Linked DNA regions of Danio rerio: region 1 is linked to region 2. A link is a contact called in public Micro-C data. All regions are on one chromosome and are shown on one strand. Each heading gives the region's core, a stretch centred on a gene start, on an enhancer-like site or on the middle of the called end of the contact. The rest is flanking DNA. Distances are from core to core; before and after follow the strand shown. Region 1 holds the start of nxn (nucleoredoxin). Region 2 holds the start of mrm3a (mitochondrial rRNA methyltransferase 3a).

Evidence for each region. Hi-C and Micro-C count contacts between places; a contact is called where the count stands out from the background.
Region 1: a contact with region 2 is called in a Micro-C map of caudal fin, with 10 times the contacts expected there. The contact joins the promoter of nxn here to the promoter of mrm3a in region 2. A contact is called at or near these places in 10 of 18 Hi-C or Micro-C datasets (caudal fin, embryo, fibroblasts and 3 more) and 4 of 4 datasets of contacts at active chromatin or transcription factors (caudal fin, embryo, gastrula embryo and 1 more).

Annotation. Positions count from the first base shown.
Region 1 is chr15:18,753,821-18,758,841 of GRCz12tu, forward strand. nxn (nucleoredoxin) reads right to left here and starts at 1,481. Exons shown (of 8, transcript NM_001020595.1): 1 at 1,002-1,481. The coding sequence starts at 1,310.
Region 2 is chr15:18,613,799-18,618,521 of GRCz12tu, forward strand. mrm3a (mitochondrial rRNA methyltransferase 3a) reads left to right here and starts at 2,687. Exons shown (of 4, transcript NM_001017695.2): 1 at 2,687-3,074. The coding sequence starts at 2,704. glod4 (glyoxalase domain containing 4) reads right to left here and starts at 1,144. Exons shown (of 9, transcript NM_001004613.1): 1 at 961-1,144; 2 at 731-780; 3 at 502-622. The coding sequence starts at 1,050.

The DNA.
Region 1 (5,021 bases), core at 231-2,730, 140 kb after region 2:
GAAAAAAACTGCTACACCTTTATTTGAAAAGGGACTATAAAACGATTAAATAAATCATGTTTTATAGTTATTTAATCATTCGAAAATTAACCTGTGCACTTAAGAGCAAATATCAACTCTAAATGTCAAAAGGAATATCTTTAATTCACCTTGTAAAGATGGATTTGGCATCTAATTATTTCTCTGATTATTTTGTAACAGCTTATAATAATCTCATCCGTAATTAAGGTGTTTTCCTGAACAGCCTTTTTCCCCTTATACTGGATGTGTCTGAAAGTTAAGGGGAACATAAGCAGCCGGGATTTTTTAACTATGTAAGCAAGTGTAAACCAAAAAAGAAATGTTTAGGTTGGCAGCTCATATATGGGATGGTGATTGTGTAATGGTTTAGGCAGGGTTATGTGTGTGCTGTGGTTTGTAAAGGATGTGTTTGCAGCACACCCAACAGAATAAAGCCTCCAGCTAAAATAAAAAGACACCTGCCTGCAACAAATGATTTATTATTTTCTGGGATTATAGGTTATTCATATAGCGCTCAGTGAGAGTAGTCATAAAATTCAAGTGTGGCTGCTTTTCTTTGTGTGTTTTATCAGGAAAACATTCCACCTTTTTTTGTCTGCCAAAAGTCTTTTGCAACAAAAACTGAAAAAATTAAGATTTGATTCAATTGAAGAATAAAAAATACATAATGATAATGCTGCCTTGAAAAAATAAGAAAAATCTCAGTTTTTATGTTCAGTGTAACCAATAAAGCTTTTTTTTAATTCATGCTCTGGGAACAAGATGAATATTTGGAAGAATATAATAACAAAACTGATCATTTACCATGAACCAATTAGTTATTATAAGAGGTCAAAAGATGTCAACCTTTCAGATCCGACTTTTTTTCATCCTTTACACCTGCCCACACACTCACACAAACCCACACTTCCAGTCTGTTCATGACATTGATCAATGCATGACTTAATAAACATCAATACGTATGTCATCCATCATCTTACCTTTTTGTGTCTGTCTTTAAAAGGCAACGCCGGCCATTGCATCTCCTGCAAGAAGTCCTGCCACTGTTTCTGGTCCTGATCCGAAGAGATGAAGACGATTTCCAATTTGTCCTTGTGCTCGGAGGATTTCTTAAACTTGCTGTAAAACTCGGTCAGACTGGCGTTGAACTGCTTGCAGGGGCCGTTTAAACTGCAGCCGAAGTAAAGCCCGAGCAGAGACAGCCTGCTGCCCAGCGCCTGCACATCCACCTCGGCTTTCTCCCCGTTGACGAGCCGCTCTCCGAGCAGATTCACCAGAAACTCCGACATCGCTACTGAGCCCTCGAAACCGACTCCTTGTGCTTTTGTTCGCTTATTCGGCGGGTAAGAACTGAAGCCAGGTGGATATCCCGAGGCCCGTGTGTCCGGTTTGTAAGCGGCGCGGGTTCGAGCGCAGAGGCAACGGCCGTCGAACGTCTCCACTGAGCGGTGTTCAGGAATGCGCTGCTCCGCTCATAGAGACCGGCCCTCGGCGACAGCGACTGCAGACTCCCGCTGCGAGGCTCTCGCTACATCTAGTGGACACATGCTGCCATTGCACGTACTGTAGAGGGTGTTCAATTAAGTTGTCGATTTTTAAATATAGTGATGTCATTAAAAAAAAACTTTGACTCGAAAACTTCCTTTGAGTAAACTGATAGAAAATAAAATAGAATACAAGTTAAAAACAATATCCTTATTTAAATACATTTTAATAGTTAAAATGATAATTTAAGTCTGCGTTAAGTGGTTATAGTGCCTTATATGTTAAAGCTTATAATACTGCAATTAAATAATTTCAAACAACAAAATTATTAATTAAAGGAAAGATTTAAATTTGAATTTTCTAAGTTAGATCAACTGTTGGACATTGCTGCCATATGGCAACATTTCATAAAGTACCTTAAAAAAAGATTTTTTTTCCCAAAAAAATTTAAGTTTTTAAATTTTAAGCCATTTTAAGAAAAGAAAAACAGTCAAATATTTTTAATATATTTATCATAATGTGTGTGGTAAAGGGTTAACTGACTAAATGAGTCAAATTTATTAACATATGAGTCTCTTATATACTCTTAAAAATAGAGGTACATGAGCTGTCACTGGAGGGGTACCTTATAAAAGGTAGCCTACAAACTTGTACCTATAAGGTCCATAATAATACCTCAGGGGTACATATTAGTTTCTAAAAAAGTACAAAAGTGTTACTCTTAAAATTTGTAGGTACTAATAAATACTTTTGAGATACCAATATGGACCCTTCAAATACAAGTGTGCTACTTTTGAAAAGGCACCACCCCAGTGAGAGCTTGTGTACCTTTATTTCTGGGAGTGTAAAATGACCCCTTATACACACTTTCCAAACAACTCATATTCCAACAGCTTTCATTTATTCTATTATTTTTTGGTGAATATTATTAAAAACAAACCTAATATTGTCTTATCATGTAATCAACATACAGTAAATATTATAACAAATAAACAACAAGTCTAGTATATTCAGATGCATAAGAATAGTGTAGCTACTAGCTAACATTCATTCATTTTCTTGTCGGCTTAGTCCCATTATTAATCCGGGGTCGCCACAGCAGAATGAACCGCCAACTTATGCAGCAAGTGTTTACACAGCGGATGCCCTTCCAGCCGCAACCCATCTCTGGGAAACATCCACACACACACACACACACACATACACTACGGACAATTTAGCCTACACAATTCTCCTGTACCGCATGTCTTTAGACTGTGGGGGAAACTGGAGCACCCGGAGGAAACCCACGCGAAGGCGAAGAACATGCAAACTCCACACAGAGTCGAGGTTCGAACCATCGACCCAGCAACCTTCTTGCTTTGAGGCGACAGCACTACCTACTGCGCCACTGCCTCACCCCCTCCTAGCTAACAATGTTTATATATTATGCTATATATTATAGTACACCTGTCTTATCTGATTTGAGCAAACTTACAGTACCTGAACTTCCTCTATCAAATGTCCAGTCTGCAGCATTCTCATGGTCACTAAAATCCATCTCATCCTCACTTTTATCTGCAGGAAGAGCCAGTTGTGTCATTTTCTTCTTTCACTAATTATAAAACATGTGCTCCCTAATACACTGTTCCCTGTATTCATATGTATTCAAAAATAGTATTGACATTAAAACTAGATTTTATCCATAATGCAAATGGCATTAACACATGACTTATCAACATTATATTACTAGCTTTCATGTTGCTATTGTCACTACTTAAAAGTTCATAGCTGAACTAGCTAAACCGTTGCAATATTGCATGTTCCACTATTGCACATGCACCATTTGGCAACACTTACATTTGATCGATTTATAAAAAACTAATTTGATTTTAAAAAAAAAACAGAGCTGGCAATATGTCATTAAACATAGTCTTAGATATTTTTGTGGGTCTGACATAATTTAGCAATTACTCACACTTAACGCCAGTCTGTCAGAAATCACGCCACAGAAAAAGACTGAATGTCATGTGACTTAACCAAAGCACATCAATGGCTACACTAAGGTCTTCTCTTTCCAAAAAAATAAAAAATAAATAAATAAAAATATATATGTTGGTCTTAAAGAAACATTGGCAGGGAAATAAACATAAGGATCATGTTGCCATATGGTGACACCGTGCAGAGGGTTCAAAATATGATCTTTAGAGTTTTTAGATATTTACCTATAAGAGATTTTAGGAAATCTTCACTGGTTTTGAAAATATAACCATACACCAGACACTTGAAAATATAACAAAACACAACCTAGAAAAAGTTTTTTAAAAATATTACTTATTATTAGATAAGGTTAATTCAAACACTGACAAAATGAGGAAAGAGTGGCAGAAGGAGCTTAATACAGAGATATCAGATGGGTCGGAAGATTATCTTTCCAAAATTCATTATTGTTCTATTAACACGAGACACAGACTGATTCAATTTAAAGTTATCCACAGACTTCATTATTAAAAAGTAAAATTACATAAGATTCCTAAATGTATCCTTGTTGTGCAGTAACTGTAAAAACATTGAAGGTACATGGACGCACTCATTCTGGTCATGCTATAAAATGTAGTTAATTTTGGCAGAACATTTTTAATTTTATATCTAAAGTATACAGGATTGCCAAAGCCAAAATTGGGCCTTTTTGGAGACACCTCAGAAATAGGAGATAATACAGGCAGTATCTTTGTGTACGATATTAGCAAATAAAATAATTTTACAAAATTGTAAGTCAGATCACGTGACTGTCTTAGAAACCTGGAGGAGATTGAGTTATGTGTTGCCCATGGAAGAAATGCGATATGGGATGGCAAACAAACTAAACATGTTTTTTAAAATTTGGACCCCAATATGTTTTGACTTGTAACTCATTATAGGACAGATTGGTTTGGTATTTGTCAAGTTGTAGAGCCTACACATTTCTCTGTAATTTATTCATTTTTTATTCATTTTCTTGTCGGCTTAGTCCCTTTGTTAATCTGGGGTCACCACAGCGGAATGAACTGCCAACTTATCCAGCATATGTTTTTACGCAGCGGATGCTTTTCCATCTGCAACCCATCTCTGGGAAACATCCATACACACTCATTCACACACTACAGACAATTTAGCCAACCCAATTCACCTGTACCGCATGTCTTTGGACTGTGGGGGAAGCCGGAGCACCCAGAAGAAACCCACACGAATGCAGGAAGAACATGCTAACTCCACACAGAAACGCCAACTGACCCAGCAGAGGTTCGAACCAGCGACCTTCTTGCTGTGAGGCGACAGCCCTACCTACTGCACCACTGCATCGCCCTATTTATTTTTATATTTATTTCAATTTCTTCCTCTTATGCTTTCTGGAAGATATTGTATTATGATGTGTGTGGCTGCTTGTGTTAAGTGAAATGGCCTTTGTACCCGTTTTTTTAGTTTGTTTGTTCTGTTAAAGTTATTGTTTGTTTTCTTATGCTAAAAACAATAAAAAGATGTCAAAAAAAAATTTA
Region 2 (4,723 bases), core at 1,437-3,936:
AAAATGCTAATTTTGACATGTGTGGATTAGATTTTACATACATATAAAGCATATTAAGTGAAAGTTTAGTGTCTACTTTCTAATAAAAATGTTAAAACAAATGATTAAATTTTGCCTAAAATAATGATCATCATCATTCAGCATAACAATGAAAATTAATTAGAATTTTTGGTACTTCTAAGCAGTCATCAAATGATAATAAATACCTGTAAATCTGACAAGAGATAATACAGTATTAAATAACTAATACACTAAATGACAGTTTAATGGATGTATCATCACATGTATGATATTCCTTATTACATACTTAAAAAAATAAGAATTCTAAATAAATGGCACAATTTGACAATTTGAAATACAAAAATTGTAATTCTATTCGCTGTATTGTTTCATGTGTCGAAATGTTTTATATAAGTACATTTTTGTTCAGTAATCTTAGATGTTAAGCGCCTATTTGCAAGGTTTTGAAATCAAAATGTTTTATAGAAAAATATAATTTACCAGGAAATCATTGCCAAGGCGATATTCACCCACTCCATAATTATAGGTCAACTCTGCAACAAAGTGGTCATCTTCTGGTCCAAAGCCCACCATGGTTTTGCTCCATTTTCCATCATATGGACTGAAACCAAAACAACAAATATATGCTTTTAGTTTACCATATTTATTAGATATTGTATTCTTTATTAAGCTACTTAGTCACATGAAAATTAAATAAACTATGACTGACCCATTACATGTTGCTTTGCAGCCCTCCTCAAATTCTTCATGGCGCAGAATCTACAAATGATATATATTTATGAACGTTTATACATCTAAAGTTTGAGTCTAAACAAATATGTGGAATGTGACGGGTCAAAATCTGCACAGGCAAGTAACAAAGTTAATACCTCATAAACAATATTAGGAGGCAAAGTTCCCTCTACATAAACAAGATATTAACGTTGACAGCGATTTTACCTTCATTCCCAAGACATCCCGATAAAAAGTGGCTGTCTTGGTCCTGTCTCCAACTTTAAAAACGAAATGTAATGCTCGTCTAAGTGCCATCACTGGTGAAGTTTCCCACTGTAAACGCAATGATCCCTCAAACTGTGTCGATACACAGGACTAGCCATCGACTGCTCTGCTATCGACAGCCCACAGACGTTGAACCAAAAGACTCGTTAGTTTTATGTTTACCTGTACAATCATGCAGCCATATTACGGCTTTATTTCATATAACGTACTGCAAATGAACTAAAACATCCATTTTAAAGTATATTATGACCATAGACTGGAAAATGTTGATTTTGACTAACAGTTTGGTAAGTTATCACACAAAAATTATTTTGGTACAGTCCATTTTAATGAAGAGATGGATCACTTGAATCGGTTCCTTTGACCTGTTTGTTCCAAAGAGTCGGATCCAACATCAGCTGTTTCGGTTGTAGACACAATTTTCTTTTACGCTTTGAACACATTTACACATTTACAAAACCATTTCCATTTTCCACATACTCTACAATGTTACATTTAAAGAATTAGGATGTTCACTCCGAATATATCATTGTTTCACATGGCATTATTTATTATTATTATTATTATTATTATTATTATTATTATTATTATTATTATTATTATTATTATCATTATTATTATTATCATCATCATCATCATCATCATTATTATTATTATTATTATTATTATTATAGTTATTATTATTATTATTTCGTTAAAGCAAGTAGGATAAATTACATTATCCAGTAATAATTACATATGTTTATTAAATAATTTTAAAATAATTAAATAATTTAAATCCGTTTTAATTGTACTCTGTAGCCAATAACAGATATATTTAACATTTTTTATGCTAAAAAGAAATTACTAGCAGTCCTTGTGCCGAGTACCCACAGGAAGCAGTATGAAAAAGTTTGGAATATGAAATCTCAAAGCTGAAATAAGAGCATGTATTTAAGACTGAACAGGAACATTACATAAATTATTGAACTATGTCCAGTTGTGCTTAGAGTTATATATTTTTTATAATTATTATTTTTATCAGTAGTTGTAGTAGTATTAATATTAATAAGAAATATAAACCATTTACCCACAAAAATATTAACAAATCACAGACAAAAATGATAAAATATTGTAACGAACTGAAACAGTTCAACTTGTCTTTTTAATCAACTTTTGCACGTTCAGACATCCTTGTGTTCACTCCCAAACCCACACTGTTCACCCACACAATATTATAACTGTCTCATCCAACAATCAGAAAAACGCTCCCTCCCTCTCGAGTGCGCAGACTCGCTTTTCCCCAAGTCAAGCCCCTTACAACCCCACATTGCAAATACAGATACACCCCAAATAGAACACAGGAACTGTATTAAACCTTTTCAAACATGCTACAATGTACTGAAATGTATTTGAATATAATTTTAATAGATAGATTGAATTTATCTTTTTTTTGTGACACAAGCAGAAAATCTAAATAAGTGTAATAATTTTACACTTTTTCTGCAAAAGATGATAAAGAAAAATGCAAGAAATCCACTGTTCTTTTGTTGTTACATAGCAAAGTCCAATAAAGTGCTAAGAATGAACAGGTTTGAACATAAACCTTCTGATTTGATTCAAAGAATCGACTCAAAAGAACAACTCATTCACGAATTGGTACGCTCGTTCGTTCCCACAGTGACGCGGAAGATGACAACAAAGATGGCGGCGCTCATGTACAACGTGAGTCGAGGACTTGTGATGTTAGGAGAGCGTAGTTTATTTCAGAGAGAACGTTACCAGATCTTGGTTAATTCCAGGCGATTTCTCCGAGGCCTCCGGCGGAGAACCGTGGCTGTATTGTACCCGGATGGTGAACGAGAGACATTAATAAAATCAAAAAGAGTAACTGATATAACGAGCCAGGGGTTCACACAGAAGGGCAAAGCCAGAAAGGACGTCACAGAGAGAGCTGCTTACAAAAATTGCAGCGGTTATGTGTCTGAACGCGCAGAAGAGTCTCCTCAGATTAATAAACTCAAACTTGCAGGGCTGCGCTTTGAAAAGGCCCCTGCCGGAGACAACAGACTCGCGTGAGTAACGTACTGTTATTATGAAACACCACAATTTCATCAGAATGTACAGTTATAAATGGCAAAATACGTAGTAATAATAATCATTATTATTTCATTGATTTTGTAAGCACACGGAGCTGAACTAAGCACACCACACTGAACTGAGCTAAACTGAACTGAACTTAAACACTAAAAACTAAACTACCCTGATCCAGTTACTATGACCATTTATGTGAAGCTGCTTTGACACAATCTCCATTGTAAAAGCGCTATACAAATAAAGCTGAATTGAATTGAATTGAATTGAACTAAGGAAACCCACGCAAATACAGGGAGTACATGCAAACTCACCCAGCCGAGGCTCAAACCAGTGACCTTTTTTGCAGTGGGGCGCTACTCACTACGCCACCGCACTGCTCTTACTTAATTCAGTACAATAATTGCATTTATTGGCATGACAAAAGTTACACATGTATTGCCAAATCATTTATTAACTTTACATTAAAAAACGAACATGGATATATAATAAAAAACAGTTAACACAGAGCAAATGCTCATAGTTTATTGTTTTCACAAAACCAGAAAACAATAAAAGATGAGCATTTGCTCCACAGGCAAAACCTGAAAAAGCATTTTTAACCAAAAATTATATTAATATATAATATATAATATAGTAATATATAATATAGTTATTACTATCAATATTAATGGTATCACTTTATTTTGATGGTCCCTTTCACACATTTTGTTGAATTTAAGTTACTTTTAATCTACATGCCAACTAATTCTCATTAGATTATAAGTACGTAGTCTGTTAGGTTGGGGTTAGGGTTAGTGTAAGTTGTCATGTACTTTCAAAGTTTCTTATAGTCAGTTAAATGTCTATTGAAGGAGCAAAATCAACAGATCTTAAGCAGACAGTCTACTAATACTCAAATGAGACGTAATTGGCATGTAGTTGCAATGCTAATGATAACCATTTTCAAGGTTTACTGAGGTTTGGAAAGTCAAGGTTTTAAAACCACCAAAACTTTTTGTTATATCGTTTCTATAGTATATGTAAGGTTTTTTTTATGTGTTTTTATTTTCACAGTTTTTTAGGGCAACAGTATCACCAGCTGAAAAGGACCCTTCACATTAAAAGCTACTCTTCCACAATATTTTAAATGTTTCTTAAAATAAAACATATTATATTCAATGGGAAAACCCTGTTGTTTTTTACCCAAGTAAATACAGTACCGTAATACCGCTAAACTCTTTTTATCAAAGGTTATCATAAATTCAGAATCTTATACTGGCCCATTCCTAAATGTATCTTTTAGTCAACAAAATGTGCAATAGGGACCATCATAATAAAGTGTTACCAAGTAAATTTCAATAAAATACAAACAAAAATTCATGTTGTAAGAGGAGCACCATCCATATATGGGTCTCTTTTAAAGCTGAAATGGGTCACTGATTGCGTCCTGCACAAAATCTTTTAGCATTTTGAAAAAAAAAAAACAAATACATGCTTGTTTTTTTTTGTTTTTTGTTTTTTACAACCATTTGCCACTAAAGTTTGCCATTTTTAAAGATTTGTTTACTCATTTATTGATTATTTATCTGTAGCTGAAAAATGAAGCATGTATGTGTCCCACAAAAGTAGTCCCGACAGCTCTCAAATA